Linked DNA regions of Mus musculus: regions 2, 3, 4 and 5 are each linked to region 1. The links are chromatin contacts, called in public HiChIP or PLAC-seq, Micro-C and promoter capture Hi-C maps. All regions are on one chromosome and are shown on one strand. Each heading gives the region's core, a stretch centred on a gene start, on an enhancer-like site or on the middle of the called end of the contact. The rest is flanking DNA. Distances are from core to core; before and after follow the strand shown. Region 1 holds the start of Peli2 (pellino 2). Region 2 overlaps 4930447J18Rik (RIKEN cDNA 4930447J18 gene). Region 3 has its middle 61 kb from the start of 4930447J18Rik. Region 4 has its middle 91 kb from the start of 4930447J18Rik. Region 5 overlaps Peli2 (pellino 2).

Region 1 (2,840 bases), core at 220-2,719:
TAACTGTGACGGGATTCAAAGGGTTGTTGACAGTCGCATAGTGGATATAGTAAGTGGGACTAGGGAGTAAGGAAAACTACACTCCGTCATACAGAAATCTACCAACACCATATGAAGAGAAAGAGCTCAACTCTCTAAAAAAGGGCTGCTGGTTAAACCTTTACATTTTCATAACAGAGAAAAGTACAGAGGATTTGTACAATAAGCCGGATAGCTAGTTGTCTTTAGTCTAAGAATAGACTTTCTGTAATTAGCGGAAATAAGGTAATCGTCTAATAAAGTTTATTTTTGGCTCATCAATAGTGTGGCTTTTGTTATTCTGGAGTAATTTATCTCCAAAGCCTCAATTAAAAGAAGAAAAGCCAGTTACTAACTGAAGTAAAATTACAGAAAGCATCATGTCACTACAGTAATAGCCTGTCAGAGAGCGATACATGCACGGCGCTGAGCAGTAGAATGGAAGGTTACTCATGCAATTATTTCTTTTTTAACTCCTTACTTAGAGTCATAGCCTAAACGTGTGTGTATGTGTGTGTGTGTGTGTGTGTGTGTGTGTGTGTGTGTGCGCGCGCGCGCGCGCGCGGGCACACACACACACACACTCTCGATGTTTATACATTGGGTAGCTTTTGCAGTATTTATTTCTTTAAATATTTAACAGTCTGGAAAGGCAGTGACAGGCAATAATATGTAGCGTCTCTAGCATGTTGCAAGGGCTTAATAAATGCTAGAATAATAAATTCCTCTATGATGAAAAACAGCAGTCAGTAAAACTATCACAGCCTACAATATTTTAAAGACACAGCACCATAAGAAAGCATAAAATACAAACAGTGCCTTGATTAATCCATGGAAATAAAGGAACATTTGTCTTCATTTAAAAAAAAAAAATCCACCTAGGTAATTTCCTTTTAAATTCCCCAGGGGGTTGAAAGAAGGGACAGAGATGTGAATAAGGGATTAAAAGTAACTTTTAACTTTTCTTTTTCCCCTTTCCCTCTCCTCCCTCCATCTCTCTCTCTCTTTTCTCACCCCCCCCCCACGTTCTTTCTCCTTTCTCTTGATACATGAAATGGTGGGGAGCCCTTCAATTAGCGCCCCCCCCATGGGCAGATTCTTTCTCTTTTTAAGCCCCCCTCTCAAGGGCTTGGCTTTGAAAGCAGACACCCCCAGATCAGTGCGCTCAGCATGGTGAGCTCGGAGGTGGGGGGTGGGCAGTATGCTTGGCTTTCACGCAAGCGGGGTCCGGATCCCCGGGCTGAGGACGAAGACCCCCACGCTCCAACTTTTCGGAGGAAGAGAGGAGAAAAACAGAGCTGCCCCTTTAAGGGCTTGCCTTCCCCTTTACTCTATGTTTACATAACACGGGGCGCTCGCGGGCCGCGGGGGCTGGCGGGCGGGCGGGCGGGGGCCGCGGGAGCGCGGAGACGCGGGCGGCGGCGCGGCCGTCCCACCTGCCCAGCCCGCTCAGCCCCCCGGCGGCGCGCGCTCCTCCTCCCGCGGGGCTCTGGTCGCCGCTCGCTTTCCGTGCCGGGTCCCGCTCGTAGCGGCCAACGTACGGATAGCTCCGGGGAAGCCGGCGGGCGACGCGCACAGCCACGACGGAGCAGCCGCGGGACTGGCCGCCCAGCGCCCCGTTCGCCGCCGTGCCGTTCCCCGGCGCGCTCACCCCGTTTTCGGGATGGGAGTGTAGTGGCGGCGCGGACTCGGCGGGGATCGCGGCGGAGGCGGCAGCGGCGGCGGCCGAGCGCGGCTCCATGTTTTCCCCGGGCCAGGAGGAACCCAGCGCCCCCAACAAGGAGCCGGTGAAATACGGGGAGCTGGTGGTCCTGGGGTGAGTTGGGGACGCGGGCGGCGGGGCGTCGCGGAGGGAGAGGGATGCGCTCCTGAGGGCCCGGGTCCCCGGGGTGCTCGTTGCCGCGGCCCGGAGGGCGCTCCTGCACCACGCGGGGTCGCTCGGTGAAGCCCGGAGCCAGTGGCTACTGGGGACTTCTCTTTCCCGACGACCGCGAACGCGGAGCCCTGTCTCCGAGCCCAGAGCCCAGTCCGCGGGGGTTACGCATTGTTCCAGTCTGTGACCCGGGCCGCTGGTTGGCCTCCGCTTTTTGCGCCGGGAGTGAGCTCGGCCGAGGGCCTGGACCGGGTCCTGGTTTTCCCGGGTCCTCTCAACAACGGTTCCCGGATCTCCCGGGTTTCCATTCTCGAGTCTCCGCACCCCTTGATCTCCTTACCCCTCGGGCTCCTGCACCCCTCGGGCCCCGGCCTTGCCGATGCCCTGCCAGCGGCGGGGAGCTCGCCACCCTGCCCTCCTCGGCTCCCACTCCGCTGGTGAAAATCACATTTTGAAGATAGTAATTATCTACAATCGTTAAAACGGCAGCAATTAGAGACTTCATCTACTTCCTGAGTTTCCGTGTGACATTTTCTATTGTTTACCCTTAATAAACCAGGAGGGAGGCTTCGCAGGATTAAAGCAGGGTAAAGTGGGCAATGAAAAGGGTGTGGGTGGGGGGAGGTGGAAAGTGCAGGAAACTCTTGGAGCTGGAGCAACTTGGGTAGTGCTGCAGGGAAAGGATTGGTTTCCCTTTGGATGTGCCGCTCCAGGGAACCCGCGCTTTTGTCCTCTGTTGAAAGATCTGTATTCAGACCCACGCGGGTGTTGATGGGTGGGCTTAGAGGCACGCGAGGAAGCCCCCCTCCTCACCCCTAAGCAGAGGCTCTGGGAACTTTGAGAAACGTGTTTTGATTACTACCTTGAAGTAAGTGCCGACTTAATTTTTTTTTAAAGACTCATCTAAAGTTTCCTAGCCTTCAGTTTGTTGCAAGCCTTTCTGTGTGTG
Region 2 (2,840 bases), core at 205-2,704, 180 kb before region 1:
TGGTCTCTGAGGAGTACTAACATTCAGGCTTGCAGGAGTGACAAGCCACATTCAGAGACAGCAAGACCAGCTAATACCAGAGATAACCAGATGGCAATAGGCAAGGGCAAGAACATAAGCAACAGAACCCAAGGCTACTTGGCATCATCAGAACCCAATTCCCCCTCAACAGTGAGCCCTGGATACCTCAACACACCAGAAAAGCAAGACTCTGGTTTAAAAATCACATCTCATGATGATGATAGAGGGCTTTAAGAAAGACATAAATAACTCCTTTAAAGAAACACAGGAGAAGGCCAGGCAGTGGTGGCACATGCCTTTAATTAATCCCAGCACTTGGAAGGCAGAGGCAGGTGGATTTCTGAGTTTGAGGCCAGCCTGGTCTACAGAGTGAGTTCTAGGACAGACAGGGCTATGAAGAGAAACCCTGTCTTGAAAAAGAAAGAAAGAAAAAAAGAAAGAAAGAAAGAAAGAAAGAAAGAAAGAAAGAAAGAAAGAAAGAAAGAAAGAAAGAAAGAAAGAAAGAAAGAAAGGAGAACATAGGTAAGCATAAAAATCCTTTAATGAACTACAGGAAAATACAACCAAACAGACAAAGGAAATGAACAAAACCATCCAGGATCTAAAAAATGGAACTAGAAACAATAAAAAATCACAAAGGGAGACAACCCTGGAGTTAGAAAACCTAGGAAAGAGATCAGAAATCACAGACACAAGCATCACCAACAGAATACAAGAGATAAAAAGAGAATTTCAGGTGCAGAAGGTACTATAGAAACATTGACATAACAGTCAAAGAAAATGCAAAATGCAAAAAGCTCCTAACCCAAAACATTCAGGAAATCCAGGGCACAATGAGAAGACCAAACCTAAGGATAATAGGTATAGAAGAGAGTGGAGATTCCCAACTTAAAGGGCCAGAAAATATCTTCAACAAAATTATAGAAGAAAACTTCCCAAACCTAAGGAAAGAGATGCCCATGAGCATACAAGAAGTCCACAGAACTCCAAATAGATTGCACCAGAAAAGGAGTTCCTCCTGTCACATAATAGTCGAAACACCAAATGCATAAAACAAAGAGAGCATTGTGCAACAGAAGTCAGCTGTCTACTAGTAAAGATGCAGCAAAGACATGTGAGGAAAAGGAATAAATTAAAAAATGGCCTGGGCCATTCCTGTGGCCAGGGTCCTGCTGCCTGGCTTGTGGGCTAAGAGAAAACACTCACCAGCCAAGAAGCAGAGCAGCATAGGACACGAGGTGGTGGTCCCATTTGCCATCATCCTTTGTTATGGTTTTAGATCTGTCTCTCACCCACCTGGCTTCAGCTGTTCTACGGTCTGAAGGATAATTTAAAGTTCTCTCTCCTCTGTCTGACAGGAAGTGTAAATGTGGAGACCATTTGTGGACCACTGGCCACTGGCCCAGTCTTTGTGCCTGCTCCCCTGGCAGCGCTGCGCTGAACACATGGGCATGCCTAAATGTTTGTTCAATGCTAAGTGGCCGTTGGTGCTTGGTCATTCCCTTCCAAGTCATGTCAAGTGAGAAAGTGCGTGTTCAGAAAGTTCAGAGCAGCTTTGCAGCATACCCAAGAATGTCTGGAAACAGCTAAGGAGAACTTGTGGCTTCTTCCAGCGCCTGGCAGCCAGCTGCTAGCTGCCAGCTGCCAGCTGCCAAGCATACAGTTTCACATCTGGGCTTGGTTTCCTGAACTTGGCCATCAGTCCCAGGGCAAGAGATTGTCTTCGTGACTGTGAAGAATGGAACACAAACAGTGGCTTGGTGTTAGGGTAGTTAGCAGGAGGAAGCAAAGCCAACCTCTGAGGAGAGTGCCAACAAGCTGGCACCAACATGCCTGGCCCATCAGTGGAGAACGCTTGGAAACTCAGAGTGTTCAGGGCAAGCTTGAATCATCTCTCAACTGCAACCTCAATTCAATTCCACAAATATTTTTGAGGCTCTTCCATGTGTCATGCCTCTTTCAAGCACATAGAATACATCAGTGAAAGAAACAGACTGGATTCCTGATGCTGGAGAGTTCCACAGGAAGAAGGAATGATGAACAGTAGGTATGTTTAATGCACACCTTTGGGGGCTGTCGGAGGACAAGCTTTGGACATCACAGCTAAGCACAGGAGACCGAGGGCAGGAACTGCAGGTTACACTGTCAGCTTGGTTTGTTCTCATCACTTTTCTTCTACAGAGTATACTTCCAAACAGAGTTACTCAGATAGCTTGCTCACTCTACAGAAGGGGTTTGGGACTATAAGCAAGCTTCACAAAGTGTGATTAAAGTGTTAGAGAAATGGCCATAGACCAGACTATGTGTGCTAAAATGTATCTCCAGAACCGTAGCCACCTTGACTCAAGTTCATCACTTCCTCTGAAGGGTGGCCTTCCTCCATGGCACCTACAGGGTATCTGAGTATACTCCAAAAGTCTCTTCACATCTCTAGTTTTCCTGAGTTAGAAAACATGAACCCAAACACAGGAGAAGCATTTGATTATTTTCATGAGAAAAGAAGACAAAGGTTTTAAGCTGTTACTTATAAATGATGAGATTAAGGGGTGAATCTCTGTGAGTCATATCCCAACACATATGGGGAATCTCAAAGCTTTAATGTGATGGAATTTAGAGGTGGAGGTTTTAGAAGGAGATTAGGTTTAGGTGAGATGGTAAGGTGGGATCCCAGCATTCTATCAGTATTTTTAATGACAAGAAGATAATAATACCTTTCTTTCTGCCATATAAGAAAATGACCTTTGTAAGGCAGGAAGAGAATGCTTACAGGGAACCAAACCACTAGGCTTTACCTTAGACTTCCAGAACCATGAGAAATA
Region 3 (2,840 bases), core at 253-2,752, 160 kb before region 1:
TCTCCCTGATCCAACACACTCCTCCTCTGTGCGTCAGAAATTATTTAAAGATGGCAAAAGCTTTCTGCACAACCTTTGCAGCTGCTCGTTCGCAGCGAGTTTTGGCTGCTTACTGAAGAGAAAGAAAAAAAAAAAAAAAGATCCCGGAGGAGATGAAGTGTCAGGACATTGGCTGCTCTTCCCGTTAGCTTCGGAACATTCTGTACTTCACGTACTTGAGTGTGTGCTGATTGATGATGAAGAGCTTTGTGGATGTTGCATAGGAACTCATATACTCAAGGCTGTGCTCCCCAGCCATCCTGTTCAGGCTCCAGCTTCTCTGGCCCTCAGAGGTTTCCTTGCATGCATTGCCTTGAGAATTTCCCTCCACAGGAAGGTGTAAAATGCAAATACATTTTAAAGACTTCCTGAAGAAAACATTCGACTGTTCTTGCTCCTCACTGATCTAGGAGCTTTGTAAACCGGTGTCCCGGAACTATAACAAAATGCCAGAGAGAGTCAACTTAGAAGGAGGAAAGGTTGACTTGCACTCACAGCTTCAGCTCGTTCAGTTGGCTTTGATGCTTTGGGTCTGTGCTGAGGCTGCACCATCCCCTGGGAGCACTTGGCTGAGAAGGCCCTCACCTTAAAGAAGCCAGAAACAAAAGAGAAAGCAAGTGTAGAACCTAGTGTAACGATCAAACTTTCTTCCGCCATACCATATCACATCTGAAGTTTCCAGTACTTTGTGGTAGTGTTGTAGGCTGGCGACTAAGGCTTTTGGGAGCCTTTCGAAAATCAATCAACCAATTAATTAATTTATTGAGACAGGGTTTCTCTGTATAACAGCCCTGGCTGTTCTGGAACTCACTATGTAGACCAGGCTGGCCTTGAACTCACAGAGATCTACCTGCCCCTGCCTCCCAAGTGTGGAGATTAAAGGTATGCACCACTATGTCCGTCCTCCTCTGGGATGGTCGTAACCAAAGTGCAGCAGGGGCTCTTCTGTCTGACTTGTCCTTCTCCCACCTGTCCGGCAACCGCTGTCCACTGATCATGGAGGAACAGGGCAGTGCAGAGGGGTGCTAGTCCACAGTGAAGGCTTGGAGGTTATTATAGACAGTGGGTAGTATCGTGGGGTTGGTACAGTTACAGCCACCAGAAACTACTGAATTCCAGACTACTTCTTGAAGCCTTTCTCATGGAGAGGCTCAGAATCCATAGAACATATTGTTGCTCACTGCTCATGAAAATGTTGGTGACCTTTCAACTCCTCCTTGGAGACAGCTTGTTCCCGATAGGTCTTTTGGAAAAGAGCTCCTTCTAAGGGCAAAGTTATAACTGGAACGAATGGGAAAGTTAAAAGAAAAGTCCAACACTGACCTTGGCTTGCAGAAAAACAAGAACCTTTGTCCTGGATCTTTTCTGTGAGGGAAACGTGATGGCCTCCATCACGCTCCTTCACAAGAAAACGTTAAAGTTGAACAAATAAACAGTGCTGCCTGAAGCATTATTTATGGGGGAACATTTTGTCATCGGGGAACATGTTGGCTAATCTGCTTTGGCTAAGTTCCCCTTAGAGACTGTGGTTAATAGAAGGACTGGGCAGGAAATTAGCATACACATTGCTATTCAGAAAAAGGGGTAAAATGTTAATGGGGTACCCTCCATGTCTGTTTCTCTTTATTTCTCTGAAAGTTAATTAATGGCTGTGCTCAGCACTAGGAGGAATCTGCATCCAAGTCCATCTCCAAGAGCTATTTTGACAAGTTCTGGGGCTTACTCTCAAAGAAGAGCTGACCTCCACTTCCAGAGCTGCCATTTGTGCCTCCATGGTGTGGACTCTCTCCTAAGAGCCGAGGATTGCCACTATCCTGCAGCTAATTAGCATGGCTACACAGCCTCTGAGGTTAGCAAGGTAATTAGTTTCAGAGGTAAGTGGAGATCGGGGAGGTTTGAGACACAGCATGTTTATTGAACGATGTCCCCTGGACGACAGAGCCACTGCCTACTTGTTAAAGAAACTTGAATGATTATCGGCACGGAGTCCCAGATCCCTAGGAAGAAGCAATGTGGTAATTGGGGCCTTTATGGAAGCAAGAGAAAAAAACCAAGTCTGTGATTCAGGCAATAACCTTAGAGTGAGGCCAGGGATGCTTTCTGGAGAACTTTGTTTTCACACAGGGAGGTAATGAACTAAGAGGACGTGCTGAGGCTTTAGTGGAGATTCCTGACATTTGCGGAGAAGAAACAGCTCAGATTGAGTTAAAATAAGTTGGAGTTGTTCCAGAGGAAAAACATAGGGCTAACCCTCACAAGATATGTCTTTTCCAGAGAGGAACTGCTAGGCAAGAGGTCGGGTAGATACTCAGGTCCCTGTTTACAGTCTTCCTCGTCTGTAGAAGGGACATGTGATAGTGCCTGGTTGTGAAGGTGTCAGGAGGAGTAAATATTATATTATGAAACACACAGTAAGCGCCATGGATGTGTTAGGTGTGGTGAGTACTTTCACTGCTTATTGATAAGGGATGCCAGAGGCTTTAGGTAGGAGATAAGACCTCGACATCTCAACAGTTTGGTCCGTGACTTAGTGGCTTAATGGAAGAAATACTTTGCACCCCAGAGAGTCCTTGTGAGAAACTTAGCTGGGACTTGGCTGTTCTTTTGAGCCCAGTAGATATCTTTAAAACAGTGATTATCTCCTGTGTGATATTCTTTGCCTATTTAGATTAACACACATTTGTTTTCTGTTTACTTATATACCCCTTTGTTCCTGAAAGATCTTAGGCAATATGTTTTCTTTTTAAGATTCTTTCTTATTATGTTTGTTTATTTACTTATATTTATTTATTTGTTTTTTT
Region 4 (2,840 bases), core at 118-2,617, 130 kb before region 1:
GTGAACTCTAGAGATAATCTGTAATAGAAGGAATTTTGTACTTGTTAGAAGGAGAAATGAACTAGATAAAACTCGGGGGTACTATAAAAGAATCCCCATCCTCTGCAGTCCCTCAATCTTGCCATGGAGAAACCGGGGACACACATCTAGCTGTCAACAGTGGCTGCTAGCCAAACACCAATGGCACTTGGTATGTGGGGTGAAGGTGTTTGTCGGTCTTTCAGGCCAGCAATAAGATCCCATGGAGAGAAGAACAGGATGTAGCTTGTGTATTACAGATGGGGGGGGGGGCAGCAAGCTTCAACCCTAGGACTGAGAGCCAAGCTTTGCTCAGAGCCCAGGTTCTACCAATTTGTCTCAGCTCCCTAAAACCATAAGTTTGATGTTTGAAGCTGCTGGTTAAAATCCATGTTGCTCTATTTCTTCTGGCCAGTTCTTGTTAATGGAGGCTTGCTTGGAACTAGGTTCAGGTCTGAGAAAGGTAATAGTCAGCTTTGTCCATAAACGTGACTGTAGTGCAGGCTGGAGGTCCTGTGTCCATGGATGCCCTTTGTACACGGATGCCCTGTGTACATGGATGCCCCCGGTTTATGTAAAAACCTCGTGGCATTTGTTTTCCTGGTGTTACCCCTTTTGAAGACAACTCATATACTTTTCATAGGCCTGCAGGTAGGGAATATATGCCATGTCCGAAGCTCATTGTCACGGCTGTGAGTCAATCCAGCATGACACTGAGGTTAATGGAGTAAATTTGAACGTCCTTCATTTGTTCACTCAGTTAACAAATGCTCTTAAGTTTCTGATGACTGCCACAATAGAGACAGTCTGTTCCCAGAGAGCATCAAATTCAGATTCCCAGCCATATTTGTTAATTGTTTTGGCATTGTGCATATTACTTAACTATCTCACTGTAATGTAAGAATAACAACACATACCTCACAGGACGGTGGTAAACATTAACAGTCATTTCAGTGTCTTCTGTATGATTAATACACAGGAATGATAAATATGCTATGACTATTGACAATTATCTCCCTTGAACTATACTCTGGCATACAGGCTACATATAGGAAGTTAAGATTTATTTAAAAGCAACACTCAAATGAAGCAGCAAAAGTTTTAATACTGACTTGTGCAGGGGACAACACACTTTACTATCTATATATACATTTATGCATATCCATAGATACTGATCAGACTGTCTAACTTCAAGCATGCATACAATCTAGCATGCTTTCTAATTGTCAACTGTGTTGAGATTTCTCTCTGTGCTGGAAGAATTTTCAGTGTCGGGTGGAATGGCTGGATGTAATCATCAGCTTGAGTTACTTACACAAAGCCAGTTACTTGCCATCTGCCAACTAGAGCTGTGCCCTCAGGCCTTGCTTGGATGGCAGCCCACTGCTATGCAGCAGGGGGACGTGTTTCATCCAAATAACTTATCGCTCACTAACCAATTCTAACGTGAGAAAGGATTGCAGCTAGATGGTCTCTTAATGATAAAGGGAACAATGGGCATTCGTTGTCTTGCTTCTTGGCAGAAACCATGGCTAGGGTATGCATTGTGAGGATATTACCAATAGAGGGCTGAAGAATAAAATACTCAGAAAACTTGGAACAGACTCTAAGATAAGTCTGGTAGAAATGTGTCTGAGTAGTCTTGTTTATTGACCCAGACTGGGGTTGAAAGGCAAGAGAAAATGTGTAGAGATCAAAAATTATAAAGGAACCTTAGATGATGAACAAGTTATGATGTGTACAAGTCATGTTTACCATATATAGTATGACTGAAATAAAAAAAATAGGTATTTATGGGGAGGCCTGGGCAAACCCCCTGTTGAGACTAAGGTGTACTTAGTCAGTCAGGTAGCTAATGATACAAGATCTCGTCCAGGCAGTGGTGGAGCCCAGAGTGATCCATGGGCCTAATCTGTGTCCTGTTGAACTGGACCACCTGTTGTTTGAAGATTCCTACCTCTCCCTGGTTATCAAGAACACATCTTGTATAAACCAGATTATTTCTTCGTCTGCTTTCCATCCCTCCCTCGCTCCCTCGATCGCTCTGACCTCCCAATCAGCAATCCTTCCCCTAGCCTTTTCACTTTTTATTTGTCTTGATATACAGCTCAGCCTGGCTTCAAACTCGTGATCCTCCCATCTCAGGCTCCTGAGTGCTGGGATGATTGGCATGTGCTGTCATGCCTGGCTCCCTGTTTACTTTAGACATTATAGTTCAGCCTAGAATCTTCCGAAGCATGGTTGACAACCTCCCTTTACCAAGTCCGTCCTGTTCCATCTCCTCTAACATGCCCACTCCTCATGCTCATTTTTCACTGATGTCTCGGATCTAAAGACTGAAACTCCATGCATGAGCTATTGCAAGGGACCCCAGTGTCCTGGTTATTATTTATTTAGTGAACTTGACGTAGTCTAGATTCATTTGATAGACAGGAACTTGCCCCCATCAAACTGGCCTTGTCAGCAAGGCTGTAGGGACATTTATTTAAACAGTTGATGTGGGAGGGTCCAGCCCATTGTAGACTGTGCCTCCTCTGGGCAGTTGACCCCGAGTTGTAAAAGAAAGCAGATTGAGCAAGCTATAGGGAGCAGGCCAGTGAGCAGCACCCATCCATGAGCTCCGCATCAGTTCCTGCCTTGGGTTCCTACCCTGACTTCCTTTGACGATGGTCTGTGATGTGAAACTGAAACAACCCCTCCCTGCCCCCTCAAGTTGCTCTTGGTCCTCGTGCTTGTCATGGCAACAAAAACCTAATTAAGACACTGAGCTAGGACTTGGCCTCCTCATCTTTCTTTGTTCTGGCTCAACCATCCATACTGCT
Region 5 (2,840 bases), core at 160-2,659, 130 kb after region 1:
CAGCTTAAGGAAAAAATAGGACAGGAAGTTGGGATTGGGGGCAGGGATATGGAGAGGAACCCAGGAGGGGCTGGAGTGATGAATAGGGAGAAGATATAATCAAACCACATTATAGATGTACACAAAAATTCTAAAATAACAAATGCGAAATACCGTAGTTTTAAAAGAAAAGGAGCCACGCTTTCATTCTGTGCTTTTGTATGTTTTTATTTTGAACTGTGCATATATAAAACTATAAAACTTATTTTTAAATTTGTTAGTAAGTAGTTTCAAGTTTAAGGACAACAACAATAAGACTCACCGCTCTGTCCGTCACTAGAGCTAAGTTATTCACCAGTGTTGAAAACAAAGCAGCAGAGGGAAGGTTACACAACCCTAGAAGGATGAATTAGATGGTACGGTTTTATGGTATCGCTAATAGAAAATTTTATTAAGCAAGTTGTAAGTTTTCTAAGCCTGAAATGCATACCACTAAGCAGTACATATCTGCTCAAGTTGATGAGTTTCAGTGAAACCAGTAACCTCACTTATGCCTGGCACATGTCATTAGAACAGCGAATGAAAGGCCATGTAAAAGCAAGAGAAAATAGATGTCTGGTGGATTTACGGGGGTAGTAGTCCATGCGTGAGCACATACAGAACACATTTACAAAGGAACTTAGGGACACTCCTGGGAAGCATGCGGAGCTAGGTGACATAAGATCTCTTCTTTTTACTTTATCCATTTGGATTTTCTTTTAAAAAAAAAATCATGTATTTTACATTGCTTATCTTCCAGGCGCAGAATTCACGATCTGAATACAAACACCTTGGAAATTGATTTTCATGGCCTTATGTGCATCCGTGTCAGGGCCCATGTGTTCCTCCCACACACAGCTTCTCAGCCAGTCTGTTTTCAGGCGAGGACCTTAGTGGTGTATTTAGTGAGGAATTCTTCATCTTCATGTAAATGGTTTTGATTGAAGGCCATGTTTGTCAGTGCCTCCAGGCAGACACACAGGGAACACCAGTACATAAATGTTTAATGTCCCGTCCTGAGGATTCTCCAACTCATAAGCAAATGTGTCTTCTAGTTCGCAGCGGAAAGCAGGACCTGTTTTAGTGGGATCTACTGAACAGGAAGGGCTGTTAGAACTCTTAAGATTCTTATGAAATACAATCTCTTGGCAGTTTTGACATCTTACCAAGGAAAGGAAGACCCTGTAATACTGGTGGCAACTTTTAGACTTGCTCCAGAGAGGCTTCTTTTTCATCCATACATGAAGTACTAAGGACAGCTGTTTACATTTTCCTTCACTCATATGCTGAGCTTTGGACTAACTAGGATAAGCCCCTGTCCCCTGTTCTTAGGGTGACTGAGCAGTGGCAGCCAGCTCTGTCCCTCTGTCTCAGGGTAAGAGCTTTGTGCAGTGCTGGGCATGAGTCATGGGCTCTGACTCAGGGAGCCCAGCAAGCAGAGAGTTCCTTTGATTTAAAGGTTTGATTCCTTCAAAAATAGCAAACAAGAATGATTTGCTGTAAAAATAATTTTCGAGTGGATCCGAGATAGCAAATCCAACATCATTTTTCAAGAATAAAAAACTGAGGTTTCTCATGATATTTAAAATTGGTAGACTAACTGACATAAAGTTGCAGAAAACAAAATTAATAAGACCAAGGAATCTAGTCTGTAGCATTATAGCTACAGTGTTGTGCATTTGTGTGCACCCATCTCGGGCTGAAGAGATCGCTCGATTGGTAAACTGCTCGCCTCTCAAGCATGAGGACCTAAGTTCAAGTCCCAGAACCCACAAAAAATGCCAAGGGCGGTGATGTGTGCTAGTAATCTCGGTGCCAGGGAGGAGGAAACAGGAGGCTCGCTCTAGCTGGCTAAGCAGCCCACCCAGCCTGACTGGTGAAGAGCAGCAATGAGAGACTGTCCCAGGAGGTAGGCGGATCTTTGAAGATGACAGCTAAGGTTGTCTTCTGGCCTCTCTGTGCATGTTGGTCTGCACATAGACACACACAGGTCATGTGGGGACAAGGTCGTGGGCCTGGAGACCTCATTAGCTGTTGGTAGCACGATAAAATGAAACATCTTTTTTTAAAAGAAAAAAAAAGGTCTGGATATTTACAGTAATTTCTCTGTTCATCAACAAGGAAGGATATGCAGTTGATGAAGCAAAGATAATGAGGTTGACAGGGTTCTGGGCCTCTGTTCCGTGAACTCGACACAGAGCCTGGCGTTTTTCCTGTGCATCATGGGAATGTTTGGTTTCTTCAGGTGGGCAGGTCAACAGAAAGCCCCATTGACTTCGTGGTCACAGACACGGTTTCCGGCGGTCAGAACGAAGATGCCCAGATCACACAGAGCACCATCTCTAGGTTCGCATGCAGGATCGTGTGTGACAGGAACGAGCCATACACAGCACGCATATTCGCGGCAGGATTCGATTCTTCCAAAAATATCTTTCTTGGAGTAAGTACTGTGACTGTGTTCTGGTTTCAGGCTCACACACACTAATAGAGTTATTTCATTTGGGAAGGGAGGTTGCTTTGTATAGTGGCTGCAGTTAGATTTTTTTTCGAAGTTTTAGTTTTCAGGACAGCTTGAGAAAACAGTGGTAAATACTTGAGACTAATTTGAAGCCTGGCTGCATGCACCCGGCCATCAGGAGAGAGAAGCAGGAGGGTTATAAGTTCAAGGCCAGCCTGTACTGCACAGAGAGATGCTGCCTCCGTAAAAAGAAAATCTGTAGATTACTTGGTTATTGTCATATTTGCTGTATCAGTTGTAATGTATGCAGCAATTATTTCAAAGGAGTATGTGTTAGCATTATGTATAACACATTTACGGTAAA

Evidence for each region. Promoter capture Hi-C pulls out the DNA fragments that hold promoters and counts their contacts. A called contact is a pair of places that touch in the nucleus more often than the background predicts. HiChIP or PLAC-seq counts read pairs in DNA pulled down with a chosen protein or histone mark.
Region 2: a contact with region 1 is called in a Micro-C map of muscle stem cells, with 6 times the contacts expected there. The contact joins the enhancer-like site here to the promoter of Peli2 in region 1. A contact is called at or near these places in 12 of 39 promoter capture datasets (the 3T3-L1 cell line, 3T3-L1-derived adipocytes, cranial neural crest and 7 more), 1 of 15 datasets of contacts at CTCF or cohesin (the NIH/3T3 cell line), 7 of 484 Hi-C or Micro-C datasets (the 3T3-L1 cell line, the C10 cell line, the C2C12 cell line and 4 more), 12 of 115 datasets of contacts at active chromatin or transcription factors (the NIH/3T3 cell line, bone marrow-derived macrophages, craniofacial prominence and 7 more) and 1 of 9 other capture datasets (adipose tissue).
Region 3: a contact with region 1 is called in a promoter capture Hi-C map of 3T3-L1-derived adipocytes, with 6 times the contacts expected there. The contact joins the enhancer-like site here to the promoter of Peli2 in region 1. A contact is called at or near these places in 7 of 39 promoter capture datasets (the 3T3-L1 cell line, 3T3-L1-derived adipocytes, cranial neural crest and 3 more), 1 of 15 datasets of contacts at CTCF or cohesin (the NIH/3T3 cell line), 2 of 484 Hi-C or Micro-C datasets (the 3T3-L1 cell line and stem cell-derived neural stem cells) and 6 of 115 datasets of contacts at active chromatin or transcription factors (astrocytes, craniofacial prominence, embryonic hindbrain and 3 more).
Region 4: a contact with region 1 is called in a promoter capture Hi-C map of 3T3-L1-derived adipocytes, with 6 times the contacts expected there. The contact joins the enhancer-like site here to the promoter of Peli2 in region 1. A contact is called at or near these places in 8 of 39 promoter capture datasets (the 3T3-L1 cell line, 3T3-L1-derived adipocytes, cranial neural crest and 4 more), 11 of 484 Hi-C or Micro-C datasets (the 3T3-L1 cell line, 3T3-L1-derived adipocytes, the C2C12 cell line and 7 more), 5 of 115 datasets of contacts at active chromatin or transcription factors (the NIH/3T3 cell line, embryonic forebrain, embryonic hindbrain and 2 more) and 2 of 9 other capture datasets (adipose tissue and pancreatic islet).
Region 5: a contact with region 1 is called in an H3K4me3 HiChIP or PLAC-seq map of bone marrow-derived macrophages, with 4 times the contacts expected there. The contact joins the enhancer-like site here to the promoter of Peli2 in region 1. A contact is called at or near these places in 7 of 39 promoter capture datasets (the 3T3-L1 cell line, 3T3-L1-derived adipocytes, embryonic stem cells and 4 more), 8 of 484 Hi-C or Micro-C datasets (cerebellar granule neurons, cerebellum, cerebral cortex and 4 more), 8 of 115 datasets of contacts at active chromatin or transcription factors (bone marrow-derived macrophages, embryonic hindbrain, embryonic limb bud and 3 more) and 3 of 9 other capture datasets (adipose tissue, liver and pancreatic islet).

What each region holds. Positions count from the first base shown.
Region 1 is chr14:48,119,400-48,122,239 of GRCm38.p6, forward strand. Peli2 (pellino 2) reads left to right here and starts at 1,470. Exons shown (of 6, transcript NM_033602.2): 1 at 1,470-1,834. The coding sequence starts at 1,758.
Region 2 is chr14:47,935,722-47,938,561 of GRCm38.p6, forward strand. The region is part of intron 2 of 4930447J18Rik (RIKEN cDNA 4930447J18 gene); the gene reads left to right. Among named protein-coding and RNA genes, the nearest start is that of 4930447J18Rik, 38 kb to the left of the region's middle. Within about 2 kb of position 1,455, at least 46 of the 459 cell types and tissues checked have an H3K27ac peak or open chromatin away from gene starts, as enhancers often do. A contact at or near this core is called in the C2C12 cell line, muscle stem cells and pre-pro-B cells, where this site is marked.
Region 3 is chr14:47,958,204-47,961,043 of GRCm38.p6, forward strand. No RefSeq gene overlaps it. Among named protein-coding and RNA genes, the nearest start is that of 4930447J18Rik, 61 kb to the left of the region's middle. Within about 2 kb of position 1,503, at least 22 of the 459 cell types and tissues checked have an H3K27ac peak or open chromatin away from gene starts, as enhancers often do. A contact at or near this core is called in 3T3-L1-derived adipocytes, where this site is marked.
Region 4 is chr14:47,988,129-47,990,968 of GRCm38.p6, forward strand. No RefSeq gene overlaps it. Among named protein-coding and RNA genes, the nearest start is that of 4930447J18Rik, 91 kb to the left of the region's middle. Within about 2 kb of position 1,368, at least 13 of the 459 cell types and tissues checked have an H3K27ac peak or open chromatin away from gene starts, as enhancers often do. A contact at or near this core is called in 3T3-L1-derived adipocytes, adipose tissue and cerebellum, where this site is marked.
Region 5 is chr14:48,248,247-48,251,086 of GRCm38.p6, forward strand. Peli2 (pellino 2) reads left to right here. Exons shown (of 6, transcript NM_033602.2): 4 at 2,264-2,458. Among named protein-coding and RNA genes, the nearest start is that of Gm52144, 44 kb to the left of the region's middle. Within about 2 kb of position 1,410, at least 20 of the 459 cell types and tissues checked have an H3K27ac peak or open chromatin away from gene starts, as enhancers often do. A contact at or near this core is called in bone marrow-derived macrophages, where this site is marked.